Linked DNA regions of Mus musculus: regions 1, 3, 4, 5, 6 and 7 are each linked to region 2. Evidence: chromatin contacts called from public Hi-C, HiChIP or PLAC-seq and promoter capture Hi-C data. All regions are on one chromosome and are shown on one strand. The core of a region is the stretch at or near the end of the contact, and the rest is flanking DNA. Distances in the headings are between cores, read along the strand shown.

Evidence for each region. Promoter capture Hi-C pulls out the DNA fragments that hold promoters and counts their contacts. A called contact is a pair of places that touch in the nucleus more often than the background predicts. HiChIP or PLAC-seq counts read pairs in DNA pulled down with a chosen protein or histone mark.
Region 1: a contact with region 2 is called in a promoter capture Hi-C map of 3T3-L1-derived adipocytes, with 4 times the contacts expected there. The contact joins the enhancer-like site here to the promoter of Abhd5 in region 2. A contact is called at or near these places in 9 of 39 promoter capture datasets (the 3T3-L1 cell line, 3T3-L1-derived adipocytes, the C10 cell line and 5 more), 1 of 484 Hi-C or Micro-C datasets (muscle stem cells) and 5 of 115 datasets of contacts at active chromatin or transcription factors (astrocytes, bone marrow-derived macrophages, embryonic forebrain and 2 more).
Region 3: a contact with region 2 is called in a Hi-C map of cerebral cortex, with 2.8 times the contacts expected there. The contact joins the enhancer-like site here to the promoter of Abhd5 in region 2. A contact is called at or near these places in 8 of 39 promoter capture datasets (3T3-L1-derived adipocytes, the C10 cell line, cranial neural crest and 5 more), 1 of 15 datasets of contacts at CTCF or cohesin (the NIH/3T3 cell line), 3 of 484 Hi-C or Micro-C datasets (the N1E-115 cell line, cerebral cortex and nephron progenitors) and 8 of 115 datasets of contacts at active chromatin or transcription factors (the NIH/3T3 cell line, bone marrow-derived macrophages, craniofacial prominence and 5 more).
Region 4: a contact with region 2 is called in an H3K4me3 HiChIP or PLAC-seq map of forebrain, with 6 times the contacts expected there. The contact joins the enhancer-like site here to the promoter of Abhd5 in region 2. A contact is called at or near these places in 10 of 39 promoter capture datasets (the 3T3-L1 cell line, 3T3-L1-derived adipocytes, the C10 cell line and 6 more), 1 of 15 datasets of contacts at CTCF or cohesin (the NIH/3T3 cell line), 4 of 484 Hi-C or Micro-C datasets (3T3-L1-derived adipocytes, the N1E-115 cell line and cortical neurons), 14 of 115 datasets of contacts at active chromatin or transcription factors (the NIH/3T3 cell line, SST interneurons, acute myeloid leukemia and 10 more) and 1 of 9 other capture datasets (adipose tissue).
Region 5: a promoter capture Hi-C map of liver shows a contact between it and region 2, with 3 times the contacts expected there. The contact joins the promoter of Ackr2 here to the promoter of Abhd5 in region 2. A contact is called at or near these places in 6 of 39 promoter capture datasets (the C10 cell line, embryonic stem cells, hippocampal neurons and 2 more).
Region 6: a contact with region 2 is called in an RNA polymerase II HiChIP or PLAC-seq map of embryonic stem cells, with 10 read pairs. The contact joins the promoter of Tcaim here to the promoter of Abhd5 in region 2. A contact is called at or near these places in 6 of 39 promoter capture datasets (cranial neural crest, frontonasal cranial neural crest, hippocampal neurons and 3 more), 1 of 484 Hi-C or Micro-C datasets (muscle stem cells) and 3 of 115 datasets of contacts at active chromatin or transcription factors (bone marrow-derived macrophages, effector CD8 T cells and embryonic stem cells).
Region 7: a FOXA1 HiChIP or PLAC-seq map of pancreatic cancer cells shows a contact between it and region 2. The contact joins the promoter of Gask1a here to the promoter of Abhd5 in region 2. A contact is called at or near these places in 3 of 39 promoter capture datasets (the 3T3-L1 cell line, hippocampal neurons and liver) and 2 of 115 datasets of contacts at active chromatin or transcription factors (VIP interneurons and pancreatic cancer cells).

The regions. Positions count from the first base shown.
Region 1 is chr9:122,017,508-122,020,207 of GRCm38.p6, reverse strand. No RefSeq gene overlaps it. Among named protein-coding and RNA genes, the nearest start is that of Pomgnt2, 23 kb to the right of the region's middle. Within about 2 kb of position 1,332, at least 82 of the 459 cell types and tissues checked have an H3K27ac peak or open chromatin away from gene starts, as enhancers often do. A contact at or near this core is called in 3T3-L1-derived adipocytes and astrocytes, where this site is marked.
Region 2 is chr9:122,350,325-122,353,024 of GRCm38.p6, reverse strand. It overlaps Abhd5 (abhydrolase domain containing 5), which reads right to left and starts at 1,409. Exons shown (of 7, transcript NM_026179.2): 1 at 1,186-1,409. The coding sequence starts at 1,238.
Region 3 is chr9:122,694,687-122,697,386 of GRCm38.p6, reverse strand. No RefSeq gene overlaps it. Among named protein-coding and RNA genes, the nearest start is that of Mir138-1, 13 kb to the right of the region's middle. Within about 2 kb of position 1,421, at least 29 of the 459 cell types and tissues checked have an H3K27ac peak or open chromatin away from gene starts, as enhancers often do. A contact at or near this core is called in cerebral cortex, forebrain and hippocampal neurons, where this site is marked.
Region 4 is chr9:122,728,476-122,731,175 of GRCm38.p6, reverse strand. No RefSeq gene overlaps it. Among named protein-coding and RNA genes, the nearest start is that of Gm51699, 9.2 kb to the left of the region's middle. Within about 2 kb of position 1,430, at least 10 of the 459 cell types and tissues checked have an H3K27ac peak or open chromatin away from gene starts, as enhancers often do. A contact at or near this core is called in the N1E-115 cell line, cortical neurons and forebrain, where this site is marked.
Region 5 is chr9:121,896,990-121,899,689 of GRCm38.p6, reverse strand. Ackr2 (atypical chemokine receptor 2) reads right to left here and starts at 1,335. Exons shown (of 4, transcript NM_001276719.1): 1 at 1,187-1,335.
Region 6 is chr9:122,804,215-122,806,914 of GRCm38.p6, reverse strand. It overlaps Tcaim (T cell activation inhibitor, mitochondrial), which reads right to left and starts at 1,368. Exons shown (of 11, transcript NM_001013405.2): 1 at 1,227-1,368.
Region 7 is chr9:121,949,577-121,952,276 of GRCm38.p6, reverse strand. Gask1a (golgi associated kinase 1A) reads right to left here and starts at 1,289. Exons shown (of 5, transcript NM_177743.5): 1 at 1,130-1,289.

The DNA of each region.
Region 1 (2,700 bases), core at 83-2,582, 330 kb after region 2:
CAAATACACACACTCACATTCACACTCTTATACACACTCATATACACATACACACATTCATTCACACACACACTCTTTCTCTCTCTCTCTCTTTCTTACACACACACAGACACACACACACACACACTCACATACAGAGGCATGGCACCTTTCTGCAAATCATGACTTTTTAGATCCCCAGATGATGTCAAAGCTTTTTCTTCATCATAAATTTTTGGCCAACCTTGTTTGTATCAATGTTTTCCCATGTAACTTTATAAATATTATTTCTAATAATGTTATTAGATTTTTATATTAAATTTTAATTTGTATGTGTTTTGCCCATGTGTATGTATGTGCGCTGCTGTCATGCCTGGTCCACGCACAGGTCAGGAGAGGACAATGGGTCCCCAGACCTTGAGTTGAGATGGTTATGAATCCCCATGGTGCTTTCTGACACTCGGAACCCAGTCAGGTTCCGCACCAACACAGATGTTGGCTCTCTGCTCTCAGCGTCTTCCTTCTATCGTGAGGGGCTTCCATCCACCTCTGTAACTCTGTTTAAAATAAAGGATATGCCAAAGTGTCTGCAAATGTGTTCTTATTTAAAACCAAGCAGAGATGACTTTGATGTGTTTGACGCTGACGGCTCAAAGTGAGCCTGCTTTGCTCTCTCTTTTGGTTGATGAGACAGATCCCCTTTCTCTTCCTCGCACTATACCGGCTCTTGCTGCAAGAAGGAATTCACACAAAACATCTCAACCTGGCTTTCTTCTGATACTCACGGAGGCATCGCAGGCTGACACTTGCCCTTCTCCTCTGTGATTCTAAGACCTGGGGTCAGTGAGTGACTGTGCATGGAGAAACACCTACAGATAGACTCGGGTGGGACCCATGGAGGTGTCATTTTAACAGTACAAAAGAGCCAAGGTTCTCTTCCTCAGTGCAGCCCTTCTCAGACCACACACAGCAGGAGAGCCAGATGCCGCACCTCTGCCAAGTCTCCACGCTGCTTGGCAAGGAGCGTGGCCAGCAGCCAATGGGGCAAGGGGCAGAGGGGAGAACATTCTGAGTCGGCTTTACAGAGTCACAGTTTCAACTTAGTCAAAAGTGGACTCTTTAATAATATAGAGCCTTTAAGCAGCCAAAGGCTTAAAGTCTAGCATAAAGCAGATTCTCACAGCTGGAAGGTAAATCCCCAGAAGACAGCCCTCACCATGGAAACGCTGACACAGCCTTCCAGTCCCTCTCGGGAATTAAACCCCTCATTTCAATGTTTTTCTTTATTTTGAGCTGGAATCACATACAAGTCTAGGAATGCAACTCGTTCTGATAGGAAACTAAATGCTGCCCCCTGTCAGGACCCAGAGGGAAGTGTCCTCTCACTACAATAGTGCACAGTCAGGTTTAGACAATCATGGACCCAGGAAAGAAAATCCTGCAAGGTTTTTCCCTGGGAAAAATGAAGAAGGGAAGGGAAAGGAAGGGAGAGGAGGGGGAGGGAGGGGAGGGAAAGAGAGGAGAAGGGGAAGGGGAAGAGAGAAAGGGAAGGGGAGGGGAGGGAAGAGAAAGGGGGAAGGAAGGGAGAGAAGGAAGGGGAGGAGAGGGAGAGAAAAAGAAGAAAAGGGAAGGGAAGGGAGGGGAGGGGAGGGGAGAGGAGAGAAGGAAAAGAAGAAGGGAACCGGAGGGGAAAAAAAGGAAGAAGAGGGGAGACATGATATTAAAAGAACAGCCACTGTGAGCAACTGGGGCTGAGTCCTTGGAGGAATTCTGGAAGCAGCGTAGGCTCCTTCCATAAAAACCCCACAAGAGGAGTTTCCAGAGTATGCTTTGCTGAGAAGCAGCCCAGAGAGTGAAACTCAGAACAGAGGTTAGAGGTTAGAGGTTAGAGGTTAGAGGTTAGAGGTTAGAGGTTAGAGGTTAGAGGTTAGAGGTTAGAGGGGAGGCTGGTAATGTCACCCAAAGGTCAGAGGACACAGCAACAGAAGGGCTCTGGGCAGGGAAGGGATCCAGCTGACTTTGCTGAGGTCGTCTTAAGCTCCTCTTGTCAAGCACCCAGCATCCCACAGCTCTTGCCTGGTATTGGTTCTTTCCCGACTTACCTTCGTGAATCTTAATACGCTGTTATTTGTGATGGAAGAGCATAGCATGTAAAAGAATCAGAAAGCTTATGTCCTAGTTTGCTTTCTGTGGCTGTTATAAAACACTGACCAAAATCAACTTGATTTTGGAAAGAAACTTGAAAAGGAGAGAAAAATGTTTATTCCATCTTACAATCCCAGCTAACGTGTCATCAGGAAGCCAGGCGCTCAGGGCAGGACCTGAAGCGGAGACCACAGGGGATGCTGTGTACTGACTTCCTCCATAAGCTCATGAAGATTTGAGCTCTCAGTGGCCTCCCCTAGCCCAAGGCTCTGAAATGGCCTATCACGACGATACCCCACTCTCTGATACCAATTTCTGTCCCAGTTTGCTTTTTGTTGCTGGGATAAAATATGGATAAAAAGTAAACAGGAGGGAAAAGGGTTTGTTTGCCTTACAGGTTATATCCAGTCCACCAGACCAGGGAAGAAATTGAAGCAGGGCCCATGGAGAAATGATTGCTTACTGGCTTGCTCTCTATGGATTTCTCGGCTGCTTTTCACACAGCCCAGACCTAACTGCATAGGGATGGCACTGCCCACTGTGCTGGACCCTCTCACCCCAACTAGCAATCAAGAA
Region 2 (2,700 bases), core at 160-2,659:
TAACCAGTCTTGCCCTCAGTGACCTCCAGCCATCATCAGAGCCATGTCACTCTCACCGTTGTGCTATGGATTCCTGAGCCTCACAGTATCAAGACCAAAAGGGCCCACAAGTTAGAATTCTCAGAGCCAGAAAAATGTCCTGACAAATTTAATAGAAACCCAAGCTACCAGGTCCTAGTTGTACCACATGACACTCTGTATTTCATGTCAATATAACTAGGAAGTTCAACAACAGACCAAAACAGTGGCTCCACTTGTTAATTATCACTTAAACAAAACTTGAAGAGTGTAGTTTCTAGCATTTCAAAAATATTCCTCCCCTAACATCTTTCCAAAATACTTACTTTCACATTACCATAATCTATTTACCCTATGGTTATCTTTCCCATACAAATGTCTCCAAATAGCTGAAGTACAACTGTCAAAATAATTTATAAAGGAGATGTATAGTCCCGTCCATATAAAACAAGTAGCCTTTTGAGAATCAGTGAAATAACTTTCATAGTAATTTAATTTTTCCACCAAGCATTGTTCTACTCACAAGGGCATGACATATCAAAAACAAAAAAGAATAACTTACTATGTCTATGAAGAAGTTGGGTGTGGTGGTTCACACATGTGATCTCAGCACTGGACGGCTGAGGCAAAAGGATTGGGTCTCTGCAGAGTTGAAAAGCTACCCTGGTCTACAGATTTCCAGGCCAGCAAGGGCTACATAGAGTGACTCCGGTTTCCAAAAAAAACAAAACAACAACAACAACAACTTAAGGGCTTCCTTCCTGTTAGGCATCTGCCCTTCAACTTTCACAAAGTTTGCCAGGGCTAGTGAAGCCAGACCGCCGGGTCACGGGAGCGCACGCACGGGGCAGCGGGAGGTGGGACGCAAGCGCCCCAGGCGCACCGGCGGCGATCGGCTGTCCCGCGAGGCTCCGAGTCCGACGCCTTCTCCCACCCTGGCGACGCACGGCTCCCGGCGCGGAGTTCTGAGCTCCGCCGCGCTCGGGATCACCGGGACGGCCGTCAACAGCAGCCGCTTTCCCTCCCCGCAGCCCCGCGGCCCTGACCGGGCCTGTCTGCCCCGACGGGTCGAGAGAGCGGGCGCCCGCGCCTTCCCTCGGCTGGCCGCCCGGGGTCGCCAGAGCGCACGAGACCCACGTCGTCCCCCCCTTCCCGGGTGATCCTCACCCTCCACCGGCGTCTGCCGAGTCCACCTCCTCCTCCGCCGCCATCGCTTTCATCACCGCCGCCGCGCAAGCGCAGGGACACACCTCGAAGCCGGCTGACAGGCCGACTGGGCGGCCCCGGGCCGCGGCCGCCCTTAAGACCGCACCGCCCGCGCATGCGTCGTCCGCCCGCTGGGACGATCCGAGGGCGCGGCCGCGCCACCGCAGGCTCGGCGTCCCAGCGGCCCGGCCTCGCAGACACGCATGCGCTGCCCGCCTGTCGCGCGGAGGCGGGGGCACTGGTAAGGAAGGTCAGCCCGACGCCGCGGGAGCCTAGGTAGTCATCCGTCGGAATAATGACCATTAATGCGTCATTCCGCCCGTGTGGACTGCCCTGGACGGGGCGCTAGGCAAGCCGTAGGTAGCCTGGAGTGAGACCCCAGCCAGAAATAGCCTGAGTGGCAGAAGTGCGCATCCTGTGGTGCTGGACCCTCCAGCCCTTACTTTCAGGTGGTGGCCTCTAGGAACTTGCACTCCACCCTGCCAGACTCTAGACTCCGGAAGGCTGAGAGCTTATGTGTGGGTACTAGAATTACACACACACCACCACCATCACCACCACCACCATCATCATCCCCACAGACCACAGAAGAGAGGGGCGAGGGAGGGAGAGAGGGAGAGCACTTCCTAGAATCCATTCTAAAATGATAGAGGGCTGAGGGCTCATAAAAATATTCTCATGAGCTCGATATGGTGGTCCACACCCTTCAAAAACACTTGGGAGTCAGAGGCAAACACATTTCTGTGAGTTGGATTAGCCTGATTAGCCAGCCAGAGCTACACAGTGAGACCCTGTCTTTAAAATAAATAAATTTAAAGGGGAGAGGGCTCGAGGGATGGCTCAGTGGTTAAGAGTGCATACTGTCCTATAGAAGAGAATGGGTTTGTTTCCAGCATCCATGTGGAGCCCCACAACTGCTTGTAATTCCAGTTCCAGGGGAGCAACACCCTCTTCTGGCCTCAGAGCACCTTAATGTATATGGTGCACATACAGGCAAGGAGGCACACCCTCGAGTGGGATTATTTTAATAATTTTTTTCCTGGTTAAGGGACGTGAGCAAATGCGTGAAAGTGATAAAGAGTAAAGCTCAGTACAGGCAAATGAAAGTCAGCAGCTAGCAAGTAAGTCCAAGACTGCGCTTTAAAAATAGAATTCAGAACTATGGCACTCACTGTGATTAAACAAATAGAGGCATCCTGGTGTTGCATAAGGGATGTTTCCCTTGGCTGGGGGCAGGTTCCTCCGGTCAGGAGAAAGTGTATGAACTAGCCTAGCTCTTTGTGCTTGTGACAAGCTGCCTACAGCTGGAGCTGTGTTGTGCAGGGGCCATCTATGCATTAGTTCCTAGGTTCAATTCCCATCCTGCCCTCTACCCCACACTCCAAAAAATGAAATTCTGAGAATATGTAATAGGTTCTCTTAGTTCAGCCACACCTGGGTGGTACTGATGCCCGGAACTACTCAGGAGCCTGATGT
Region 3 (2,700 bases), core at 172-2,671, 340 kb before region 2:
TCAGAAAAGGGCCTGCTGCACAGACTGGAAAGCCTGGGCGTAATCCTTAGAATCCTGAAGCTCCTGGAAGCTGGCCATGAGCTGATGCTCTCTTCTAGGCGCAGATCTGGAAGACAGAGGCAGGAGGATCCCTCCCCTGGGGCTTGCTAGTCTCACCCCATTTTTGAACTCTAGGTTTAGTGAGAGATCCTGTCTTTGAAATCAAGGTGGATACCAAAGCATGAGGGAGAAGGGATGGCTTGCCAGTGATCTGCCACTAGCTATCCTGAAGATAGCAATGGTGTATGCTCCTTGTCCTCTACAGTTAGAGACAAGCAGCTACATCTTAGTGCAGATTTGTCTAGGGCATACTTCTGGTTTTTATAGCTAAGGGAAGTTGGATTGCAGGAGCCGTGTAGGTGCTCTCCAGAGTGGCAGAGGGAAGGTCAACCATCAGGGGCTGGAGTGAACCTGAGGGGTGAAGGGAAGAGGCAGCTGACCACATCATCTTGCCCAAGGCCTTACCTGGCTCTCACAACCTCTGTTTTGTGTTATTGGGGCTTTTTATTAGAGAAACTGTTCTCAAGGATGAAACAACTTCTCCTTCTCCTTCTCCTTCTCCTTCTCCTTCTCCTTCTCCTTCTCCTCCTCCTCCTCCTTCTCCTCCTCCTCCTCCTCCTCCTCCTCCTCCTCCTCCTCCTCCTCCTCTTCTTTTTACCACAAGGTCTCACTAATACAGCCCTGGCTGGTCTAGAACTCACAGAGGTGCGCCTGCCTGTCTCTTGAGTTGCAGGGATTCTTACTGTTAAACACATCCTTATGTGGTAAAAGGATTTGTCACAGCAGCATTTGTTGTCCAATAGAATCCCAAAGCAGAGGCTTTCAGAGAGTAGTGTCTAACAAGCTTATAAATGCACCAGATATGCCCTCTGTTAAAATCTATGGCCAAGGATTATCCTGAGCAAGGCGTGTTGAATAGTTGGTATCTGGAGTAAAGAGTCCACTGTGCCGATAACTTCTTGTGCCTTCCTGGTTCCTCCACCGTATGTGATATTGACTCCCTACAGGGTGTGGGGAGATGAGTGGGGCTGTGAAGAGGACCTCCAGGCCACTCTACTACCTTTTGTCCATTAGAGTCTTGACAAATGGCTGAATTCCCCCAAGGAAGAAACATTCAGGGAGCAGCTGCAGTTTGCAAGCCACCTGGACAGAGCATGGACTTTCCCCACACATCTCTGAACCTTCAGACTGACTGCAAAGTGAGACACAGGGAGAGACATGCTTAAGTGCTGAAGGCCAGCTCAGACAAATGGTCTTAGTGGCCCTCTCACACCAGGAATTGCCTGTTTGCTGTTTGAGTCCCAGGGTGGCCCCTGCTCACCAGGGCTTCTCTCACTCCCTCCCTGAGGGTATTTTCTGTGTGATTTAGAATAAAGATTGGGCTATGTAGAGGTTACCATGGCAACTGGTGGTTTAAATAAAAATAGTGCTACACCCCCGTAGCCTGTCAGTGTGAAAAGTGCCTATCAGCAGGAAGGGCTGGGGTATCTTATTTCTTCAGCTCCCAGCATCCACCTCAGGCCTAGGGGGCAGGACTGGCTGCTTTGACAGACACCTGGCTCTGGGGTCCCTGCCAGTGCAGGAGGAGGTTGGTTAGTAAGGTCATTTTATAAGAGTGATCATGTGGACAAACAGAGGGTAATCTTGCCAAAACCGGGTTGCTGAGGTGTCTGTCCCCTGGGGCAAGAGAGCAACAATCCTCAACTGTCATTAAATGGTGCTCCTCTCTGAAGCATTAATTCTGCAGTCCCGCTTGATTTCTCAAACAATCAAGGCAAAAACTGAAAACACACAAAGCCCTTGGGCAGAGAGCCAGGGGTTAGAGCTATGGCTGTAGAGGTGAGTAGCTACTTAAGCAGATGCAGGCCTGGGAGGACATTGCTTGCTGGGGGCCTCCCTGCCTAGCTGTAACTCAGTGGTCTCCCCACAGACCTCTGTTGTGAAATGAGGAGCTTAACCTGAAAATGTGGATGAACCTGAAACAACCTTTAAGGGACCGGTCATCCCATTTCCCCAAGGAGCTGTTGGTGTCCTCAGGTCAGCTGCCCTCCGTCACAGCGACTGGGCAAGGGTTGCATTAGAGGTGTTTTCTGGTTTGGGGAGGTAAAAGGGCCAGAGACAGCTCAGGACATATCAAGACGAAGTTCTCAGCACAAAGAAGATTTGCCCCAGAGGGGCAAAAGACTGCCTCTGGGTAGAGGAGGAGACAGATGTGGCCAGTAGACAAATGGCAGTTTATAAAGGGAAAGGAGACACTCCAAGTTAGGATGAGTTGGTTTGTTTTGATTGGGCAGATCAATTACATGAGGCAAAAGGGCTTTTGATTGCTGGACTTCAATACTTTGATAGCTGGACCTTGGTAGTCAGCCCAAGGAAGGGAAAGTGGCCAAATAAGGAAATAGACCTTGGGGGCTAGCTTTAGGAATCTAATCTAACAGTTTTTAGCAAGGAGGGAGGAATGAGGAAGTGTAAGACCTGTCAGAGTCATGTTTGCCATGCTCAAGACTACTAGAGCCCTTCAGTAGGCCTAGACCTTTAAAGCTGGGCGTGGTGGTACTCATATGCAATGTTGTTACTCGTGAGGCCAAGACAGGTGAACTTGTTCAATATAAAATGAACAAAAAACTAATATAAAAGGCACCATAATGCACAATTCCAACT
Region 4 (2,700 bases), core at 181-2,680, 380 kb before region 2:
TAACCCCTGATCAACCTCTCAAGTGCTGTGATGAGAAGCATGAATGGCCACACTTGACTTCTTATTTTACAGCTTAATAATTACAACCTTTATTAACTTTTAGAGTCATAGCCTATCCTGTTTAGTATCTTGGCTCTTTCTTTCTGACCTTATTGAGGTTGTAGTTAATGCTGTTGGCTGCCTGCTTATTACACTTTAATACCTTGATTGTTCCCAAATTGTAGTTTTTAATACTGCAGCCATTTCCTCCCTTCTAAGTGGTAGTAAGGATCATAAACCCAAGGGAAGCCTCCCAAAGGACCTCATAAAGTAAACAGCAGGGAAGAGAGTGAGGAGACCCCTGAAACACAGATCCATCTCCAAACAATGCATAACTGCAATACACAAACACAAGAAATATGAAAATGCAGGCAGTGCGACTCATCCAAAGCACATGGCTTCTCAGTGAGATGCCGAAATCCCAAAAAAGTGTTACTTTATTCAAATAAATAAGCAGGCGAGAAGTCGACATGAAACCTGAATAAGAAAGCCAGCAATGTGGCTAAGAAATTCAGCAGAGTAATCGAGACTAGGAGTGAAAACTCAGAAATACTGGAAATGAAAACTCAGCAAAGCATACTTCAATGCGCGCACATATGTGCATCTACACACAATCGTTGGCTCTTGTTATGTTGATCCACCAACTGGGGACCAAGCATTCAAACATATGAGCCTATGGGACCCACAAAACACAGTGGGGAGGCTCTGTCTGCAGCAGTCTATAGGAGCTCGGCACTGTCACAGGGAAGAGACTCTGTGGACACGTAGGCCATCTGAGTGTGGGGTAGCTGGGAGGATGCGAGGGGGAAGCTTGAGGGTTTGGCTTCATTCTCTTCCCAGCATTGCCTTGGGAAAGACTGCTGTTCCCTGGTGGCATGAAGAACATTCATGCTCTTTAGAAGCCCAGGTAACTCAGGGATACAGACAGACAGACCAAAGGAACCCTGCTGGCATTAGGTGTTGAAGAAAGACAGGCATTTTGCCCCTCCTGCTCTGTACAAGGAGTAGGAACAGTATACACTTCTCCAGGTTGTGACCAGGAATGTAAGGAGGGTCCTGTGGTGGAGACAGAAGGCAGTTATGGTGGAGGCTGCAGTGGAGACATAGAAGGCAGTTATGGTGGAGGCTGCAGTGGAGACATAGAAGGCAGTTATGGTGGAGGCTGCAGTGGAGACATAGACGGCAGTTATGGTGGAGGCTGTGATTCACCAGGATGGAGATGAGATACCTGCTGCTCACTCTCCTCAGGCCCAACATCTAGACGTGGAGAGTGCCTTTTCATGAGACCCGAAATGAGACAGCACAAGTCCCCTGAATGAGTTAACGAGAGGACCCAGAATCCTCAAGCCTTCCTTCTGTGTTGTGAGTTTTCCTTTGTAGCCACTAGATGGCAGTGTGCCAAAGGCTATTCCTTATGCCAAAGGCTGTTAACAGTCATGGACTGCTCCTAAATTTTACCTTGTTCTAAGACGTAAAATTATGCCCAGGATTTCTATGTATGAGCTGGGAACCTGCCCCATACGCTCTCAACATGCACACGCGTTGCCACAGCACAACCAGAAGCCGAATGCGCCTAGATCTGGTTAAATGGCACTTCTTGTCCTACTTGGCTTTGCTCCCTTCGGCCATTTTACAATTGTAGAGCATCAGGCAGCAGGGTGACTGTGTCCTTGGCTTGCTTTATAGCCATGGTCAAGAGTTTCATACTAAAGTTCCCAATGCCCACAGATCCCCCAGCATCTAAATCATGAGGAACTCTGCTGTGAAGTTCACAAGTGTGTGCCGAGTGTGTTGAGGGGCTAAGAATTTAGGCCCCTTCACATCAGGGCCATCTCTCTGTTGTCTTACAGAGATCCTGCTTGGGTACTCCTCACTGTCAGGAGTGGTGTTCAGACACCTCCTAAGATGTAGCTAAACGATAAAAACACAGTTTGCTTCACCAGGAGCTGGCCTGTTTGATGCCCTATATGAACAGAGCCCATGCTTAGCTACAGTTACCTTCCTGTTTCTGTTACCATGGCAAACCCTCAAGTAGGAAACTCTAGAAATGAACAATTCACAAATTTTAAATAACTCTGATTGCAGACTGTGGTAATTATCGTGTTTTATAACTAATAGTTATGGTTAATCTCTTACCATGACTAATTTGGAAATTAAGCTGTATCATAGGTGTGTAGGTGTGGGGGAAACCCAGAGTATTCAGGATATGGTACTATTGAGGCTTTCAGATATCTGCCAGGCATATTGGAAGACCCCCCCCCCACACACACACACATTAATAATGCTGGCTGTTGTTCTACGATGAGACCAGAAGCAATTTCATAAGTTTCTCTTTAATCAGTGGCACAGCGCTGATGGCTGTCACCATTATCAGCACGGATGTAGATTTGTTTTGTGACATCCTTTCTAGTGGTTAGACACCAACTTGAAGCTCTCAGAAAGCCTCATATAAAGTCATACATAATTCACACACTAAATGGTGGATCTGGAACTCTGCCTCTTGTCTTCCTGGCTGGAATTTAAAACATAAAAGGATCATTTAGTGCTTGGGCCCTCTTCCTTCTGGAATGTGCTTGACAGAATTCCGGTAAGTGTGAACCATTCCACTAAATCTTTGTTCAAGACTCAAAGACTCACTTTCAGACCAGTGGCAAAGAGCTT
Region 5 (2,700 bases), core at 86-2,585, 450 kb after region 2:
CAAATAAATAAAAGTAAAATGTCCAGTGTAGAATGTACTATATAGACACAAGAAAAGTTGGAGATGATGCTAAGTCCATAGTCCTCTCTGTTCGTGCCCAGAGCCCCGTCTGCAGCCACAGTTGGTCCTCAGCGTGATAGGACCTCTCCACCCACCCACACTCCCTGAGTCTGAATTCCTCAGGGGTTCCTGGCTTCATTGAAATGCCTGGTGCTGATAACCTCCCAGGGAGCAGCCATGATCCCAGCACAACCCTCCACATGGGAGAGCAGGCACTCGCAGGGTTTCCAGCCTCTTCCCTGTTTTTGTTTGTTTGTTTGCTTTGTTTTGTTTTGTTTTTTAAACCTCCTCCTTGCCATTTTCCTGAGTTTAAAACGAATCACCTTTATCATCCCTAGAGATAGAAAACGACTAAAGCACTTTCCCAGATGGCTACCCACTCCTCTGAGCCATAGGTTTCTCACCTGGAAAAGACCTTGCCTGGGACTGCTGAGCCATACAAGCCTCTCACCTTCTGTTCAAACCTAAGCTTCATGTCAGGACCCCAAAGATGAACTGGGGAGTGAGTCACTGGACCCCTTTACTCTGCCCCTTCCAGTGTAGCCACATTTGAATAAATCTATCTCTGCTTTTTACTCCTGCCTTCCTACCTGCCATACCGGGAAATGGAGTCTGAGCCTGGCTTAGTAGGACTGTCAAAACCCAGTTTTTTTGCCTCTAATTCCAGCAAGAAGACAGAGTGAGCTGGGCTGTGGTGGCACACGCCTTTAATCCTAGCACTTGGGAGGCAGAGGCAGGCAGATTTCGGAGTTTGAGGACAGCCTGGTCTACAAAGTAAGTTCCAAAACAGCTAGGGTTATTCAGAGAAACCCTTTCTCAAAAAACCAAAAAATAAAAAAGAAAGAAAGAAAGAAAAGAAGGAGGAGGAGGAGGAGGAGGAGAAGGAGAAGGAGAAGGCAACGACGATGACGACGATGATGACAGAGTGAATCGCAGCCCTGGGTGAGAGGCCATGGACCCTATCTGACCCTTGGAATTCACAATGCAGGGTCCCAAAGAAGGGGAGGGGGCTCTCCCTGGAGAGGAAATCGCTCCATGCCTCCCTCTCCCAGTACCCAGGTCCTGGGTACCGGGACCACTGTAGACGCCGAGCAGCACCACCCTCCCCAAGGGCTGCCAGACCTACCAGAGCCAGACTGTTTGCCCCAGGACATCCGCCGGAGTCTGAGAGGGCCCAGTGGCTGTTGTCTCTTCTTCAGGGACGTGCAGAGTGAGCAGGAGTCTCAGGACACACATCCTGGTTTCCTGGGGTTGGGGAAGTCGCTCTTCCCTGGTAAGTCCTCCCATCCGCTGCACTGAGCCAAGCTCTAATGACTCCCACCCCAGGAAGGAGTGCCCCAAGAGCAGTCCAATAACCCTGGAAAGCACAGTCCTCTATGTCCCAGCAGTGAGCCAAGCAAGCTAACTCAACCTTGCAGCTTTCTGGACACCTAGCTGATCTTCTGCACTCTACCCAGCATTCACCTTTGTCTGTCTAGGCCCCCTCAGTGGGATTCCCCACTGTGCTGTGTCTGTGCACACGGGTCAGCAAAGTGGCAGCCTCGTCTCCCAGGCTCCCTGCCCTATCCTTCCTCTCCCTTCTTCCACCATCTCAAGGTGGCTCTGCCAGCTGTTTTGTTATCTGCTCCCTCAACCAACTGGGGAACTCGCCTGCAATGAATGAATGCATGCATGCATGCATGCATGGATGGATGGATGGATGGATGGATGGATGGACCAGTGTGGGTGGGTGTGCAATATGCTGCTGGCTGTACACTCAGCAGTCTTCGGCTGACTCCTCTCTCCTGTGGTCCAGGCCACCAAGCCATGTGTCAGTGCTCTGTTTGGCAAATGCTTTGCCTTCAAAGGAGCCATAATACCTGGTAGTGCCAGAATGACTGCCCTGCTGATCACTTGGAGCTTGCCATGCACCAAGCCCACACTCCACAGTTAACACCTTAGAAGTGACTGATGTCTTCGTTGGTTGGTTGATTGGTTGGTTGGTTGGTTGGTTGGTTGGTTGGTTGGTTAATCGTCCAGACAGTCTCACATAGCCAAAGCTGTCCTCCTGCTTCCAACTCATTAATACTGGGCATATGTGTGTGCCACCACACCATATTTATGTTCTTTTATAGAAAGAATATCACTTTGTAGTCCAGTGACCTCAGACTTGGTATGTAGCTCAGGCTGCCATTTGAATTTACCATCCACCTGCCCCTGAGGTTACAGGCCCATGTCAGCACTGGGCTTAGGGCGGCTTTGGTCCTTCAGACAAGAGAAGTGAACATGAACTTAGATATTTGTCTTTCTCTTGAGTCCACAGACTATCAGACTGGAGGGCAAGACCTGATGGGTTTTCTCTCAGACAGAGGAGGACCAGACCTTTCATGACGCTAAACACCAGTTATCAGAGAATAAGGCTCAGGGAGTGTTCCACAAGAGCCCAGAGCCTGCTTCCCTCCCAGGGATCAGCTAAAGTTCTAGGGCCTCACCCACCCCTCTCTTTGCTTATTTTAAACCTAATTTTAGAAGCAGCATCCATATATAGAAGTCAGCTAGCTTTCGCAAATGCTGGTGTCGCATAAACACAGCAAGAGAGCTAATGACTGTAAAAGAACACTGACCCAGACTATCACCTAACCAATACGTGTCACAGTTTGG
Region 6 (2,700 bases), core at 119-2,618, 450 kb before region 2:
CTAGCTGTCCTGGACCTCATTCTGTAGACCATGCTGGCCTTGAACTCACAGAGATCCAACTGTCTCTGCCTCCTGTTGCCTCCCATTGCTGGGATTAATGACACTCCACCATCGCCTGGCTAGATAACAAATTCTTTAGCTTTCCTTTTGTATCTTGCTGGAGAGTTAAATCATAACTACAAACTCTACAGTTTCAAGAAGGATTCAGGCACTTCTGGCCCAGCCTGACCTAATATATACAGGCACTGGTGCTACTCCAAGGTCCAATTACACCCACTGAACCCTAAGATCTGGCACAAGAGAAAAAATTACGACAAAAACTCTTCGGACCTGCTGTTGCCCCCTCAAACCATTTTCATCTTATAGGTTAGTGTAGGGCATGTCTTCTGGGCCTTTCCATTATGAGGGATCAGGTTTTTCAGAGAGTACCCACTCTAGCACTGCAATTTCCCTGAGCTTAAAACTCCTTCATCAACACTAAGCCAAGGGATGGCAGGCATCTCCAGTTCCTTTTCAGTAGGCCATCTGTAGACAAATCTAACCAACCAACCAGCCAACCAAACTTTGACACCTTTTTAAAACTATATGAACTCCACATTAAATCTGGAATCTCCAATCGGTGGTCTCAAACTGATAAAATTCAGCCTGATCCTGTTTCCTTTTACCATTATCCTACAATCTTAAACCCATTCGCACACACACATTCCACAGATGTCTTGAATGAATTAGCACACTCCTTAAGCTCTTTAGTGGTGAAGTGCACTTGAGTAATCTACGCCTCAGACTCCCCTCTGAGAGTCTACTTAGCCATAAGTTTGATTACAGGTCTAGAGGTGAATGGACAGGTCCGCAACTTGGGGTGCAGCTCCTCCCAGGGCCCCACCAGCCTCAAGGCTCTCCCAGCAGCAGCCTAAACCCAGCTCCCATCTGACAGCCTCGCCTACGCCTCAGCACGCACAGGCCAAGGCCTGTGTGGCAAGTGTGGAGTCCCTGGGCAACTTTCGCTCTGCAGGGAGCTCCTGACAGGTCTGGCCCACTGTCTCAGAGGCCTGGGTTCGTGCTTGGACGCCCCGACACTTGGAGCCGGCAGGCCGCACGAACCATGCTCATTGGCTAAGGCGGACCGACCTTCCTCCTAGAACGCCTGCGCAAGGCCGGCAAGCGGCTCCCAGCCAGGACGTCGGCTCTCAGCGGCCTCCCACCCCGCTTCAAAGCGGTGTCCTTACCCCGCTATCTGCGGGTTTCCGAAGGCAGCTTCGGGAGACACAAGCCGGTTCTTCCGGCCGACTAGGTCTGAGGGAGAAAGATGATTGGCAGGCAGGTGGGAGGACGATAAGCAAAGGTAAAGGAGTAGCGGGAGGCAGGGGCGGGGCCAAAGCGCGCACGCGCAGCCCCTGGTGGGGAGGGGGGAAGGGGCGGAGCTATGCAAGGCGCTCTGGTGACGCAGTTCTTGCTGAGCAGCCGTTGGTAGTCTTGGTAGGCTTCCCAGATGCAGCTGAGTGTGAAAGATCCGGTTCCTCTGGCTTACATTTCCCACTTGACTTTTCCTCAATCTAATCTATTTGAGATAGTTTAATTATTTGGGACAGTGGCTCACACTGTAACCCACGCTGGCCTTGAACTTGCGGCAATTCTCCTGCTTCAGCCTCCTACGTGCTTTGATTACAGGCATGACACATCGCGACTCCTTACTAGGCTGTTTTTAAACGTTCAGTGTACTCAGCATGGGCTTTTTACTGCTTTATTGGACGTCTGTAACTGATCTCCAGACCTGCAAATGATGGAATATAAACTGCTTTTCGCTTTGCTACCTCTTGGCTTGGTCAACCAGCAAGAAGCCATCCCACCCCTTCTCTCAGATCTTCATTCTCCTGAAGACGACCTTGCGGCCCACATCGTGTCCTTTGTCTGCAGGAGCATAGTTTACAATTGCCCACCTGTCTCTGAGGCAGTGTGTGCGCCACATGTCACGCAAGCTTAAGAGTGCTGGGACTCAATTTTCCTGCCCTTGTGAGACTGTAGATTTAAGGACACTGCCTCTACCCATTTTGAGAACTCCTTTAAATACTTGTCCCATTTATTACCCTATTTAGGGCTTTTCCCCTCTAGACGACTTGAATTTGTGGCGTACAGTACTATTTAGAGTGAGGACTATGTTAAAGAGAATAGGCTACAGATACTGAAGGTGGTTTCTGAAGGAGTTTTTGTTTTTTGTTTTGAGACGGGATTTCTCCGTGTAGTCCTGTAGACAAGGCTGGCCTTGAAGAGAGATCTGCTGGCCTCTGCCTCCTGAGTGCTGGGATCAAAGGCATGGGCCACCACCACCTGACAACTTCTGAAGTTTTAACTTCTTAGTGTTTTGGGACAATCCTTGTTAGATATTTATATTTTGGCACATTTGTTTAAAATATTTTCATTAGCAATGTCCTTAGTCACATATTATCATAAAGCATACAGTACTGTGCTGCCAGGTCGACCAACAGATGAAAGTGTTTGCTATCAGACCCTCCAGCCTGACCACTGTGGTTTGATTACCGTAACTAGATGGAGGTGGAAGGAAAGAACAGATTCCAAAAACGCTGTCCTGCAAAAATCCACATGGATGTGTGCTCCTCCCACAACGTACACGTAATAGTCATATGAGACCCACTGAAAGGGAGCTGTTAGGAGGGTAACTTAGACATTTGGTGGGGTGCCCTG
Region 7 (2,700 bases), core at 40-2,539, 400 kb after region 2:
TCATAATTTTTGAATGGGAGACTTGTTCCTAAACCAGGATTCCAGCAGCACCTCAGCTCGTACCCTGCACCTCCAGCCATGCCTCCTCTCAGACACAAGAGTTCCTACTCATGTGGAGCTTTGCAGGAAACTTGTAAGGTTGTAGAGATGCCAGGAGCAAATCCAGGCCTCAGGACCGAGCCCCAGCCCTCACTGGTCAGGGCCCCCACAGTGGCACAACTGCTCCCATGTTGACCTACTTCCTGCAAAGGTCGGCTGAGTTCCTGGGCCATAGGTCAACTTCCCATGAAACACCTCTGGGGAGTTCCCATCTGCAACCCCACCCCGAAACCTGGAGAGAAAGGGACCCCTTAGGGAGTCACAGAGCAGGCAATGGCACTCCAACACACTCCACACACCCTGGTACCTGGGCTGCAGGTTTTCTGTCAGCGGCAAGAGCACATCAATGTGCCCTAAGGTTTATATCAGTACCTCAGCTAACGCCACAAGGGCAGGTTTTCACATTCTTGTTTTCCTCTCTTAGTGTCTGTGAGGTTGGAAAAGAATCAAGTCCACAGGTCCTAGACTTTATCAGTGACTCCTCAGGCATCCCCATGACCACTCTGTCCAGCAGGCAGAGGCGGTGGGGCAGTAAGACTTTAACTCAAAGGTGATACAAGGCATTTTTTTTAAAGCATCAATACACCACTTAGCCATAAGAACACCATGAAATTTACACATCTTTGAGAAGGAAGGAGGTGACTTGAAAGGGTTAGGGTTAGGGTCCTCGCCCATCGTCTGCCTTGGGTGCTCAAAGGAGTCCTTTACACTCCTACAGGCATTTTGTCTAGATAACTCTTCATCTACACGTGAGGGGTCCTTGAGGAAGACTCTCCAGTCCAGGGCACAAATGAAAGTCACTGTGACCCCATGAAAAAGCTTGAGGTATAACTGTGGCCTGGGATGCCACCTGTGCAACTCATGCGAGGCTTCAAGGCTGCCTGCCCTGGCACCCACCTGTACCCACCGCCCTGTTCAGCAGCTCCTACCATGTCCCCACGGTACTGCAGCAGGTTCCTGGGCTCAGCCTACTGGCAGACTCATCCCTGGAGCCCAGACTTTCCAGGCAGGGTTGGGATTAGGTCCACACCTTTCCCCGCCACCAGATTGCAGGGCAGGACACAACACAGGATGCTCCGCATGTGAGTCTACGTGTGAGTCTGCAGAGTCCTGTGGCACACAAGCCTCCTCCAGCCGCTGGGGACCTTTCCAGAGTTTGCACAGCCCCAGCCTAGCAGCGCAGCCCAGCCTCCCCAGTCCCCAGAAAGCACAGAAGGGGGAGGCCCCTTTCATAATAAAAGCCCTACCCACTTCTGGCCAACAGAAGCTGCCTGGAGTGAGGTCTCTGGTGCTAGGAAGGAAAGAGTCTCACTCCCGCCCCCTCCCCCCCACACACACACACTCACCATTCCCCCACCCGTACCCCCACTGGGTTCAGCGCCTGGGCTGGGCTCAGAGGAGCCCCAATCGCGCCTCTAAGGTGTTTGGGTGCAACTCATGGGGCCGCCCGGACGATGATTCCCTATACTGGCCCTCTCCTCTGCAAAACCTCAGGAAGACCAGTCTGCCACTGGCACCTCTCCAGTTTCTTTGGGCACAGTGCCCAAGGGCGGTTTGGGAGGCAAATATCCATTAACCACTGAAGGTCATTAACAATAGCAGAACCTCATTCAGGGGCCAGAGTAAGGAATCAATACTCGATACTGCTCTGGCTGTAGATAGTTTTTTTGTGTCTGCACTGGGCTTGCTATCTGTGGTGCAGGATCCTGCTGGCCTCACTGCTAACAGCTGGTGGCTGCCAAGGAGAACCTAGACTTCTGAAAAGACTGCTCCTAAGAAGTCTCATACTTGGAACTTAGAATTCTTTTTTTTTTCAATTTTTATTAGGTATTTTCTTCATTTACATTTCAAATGCTGTCCTGAAAGTCCCCTATACCCCGCCCACCCGCCCACCCACCCCCACCCCACCCCCTCTCTCCTACCCACCCACTCCTACTTCTTGGCCCTGGTGTTGCCCTGTACTGGGGCATATAAAGTTTGCAAGACCAAGGGGCCTCTCTTCCCAATGATGGCCGACCAGGCCATCTTCTGCTACATATGCAGCTAGAGACACGAGCTCTGGGGGTACTGGTTAGTCCATATTGTTGTTCCACCTATAGGGTTGCAGACCCTTTAGCTCCTGGGGTATTCTCTAGCTCCTCCATTGGGGGCCCCGTGTTCCATCCAGTAGCTGACTGTGAGCATCCACTTCTGTGTTTGTCAGGCACCTGCATAGCCTCACAAGAGACAGCTATATCAGGGTCCTTTCAGCAAAATCTTGCTGACATATGCAATGGTGTCTACGTTTGGAGGCTGATTATGGGATGGATCCCCAGGTGCGGCAGTCTCTAGATGGTCAAGTTTGGAGCTAAGATGAAAGGATGGAACTTAGAATTCTTATAGGGAGGTAGACAATGGTTGGAGGTTAGGGCAGAGTGGACAGTAGGACAGAAGCTTGGAACCAAACTGAAAATAACCTCCCGGGATTTAAACTTTTAGGGTCACCACTAGAGAAGATGAGCCACCCTCAGGCTCCCCAAGAGTCACCTTCCCCAGATGGATCAACAACTATCAGATTATTGCTGATAGGGGTCACAGGAGCACTGCAGAATGCTGTGCCAA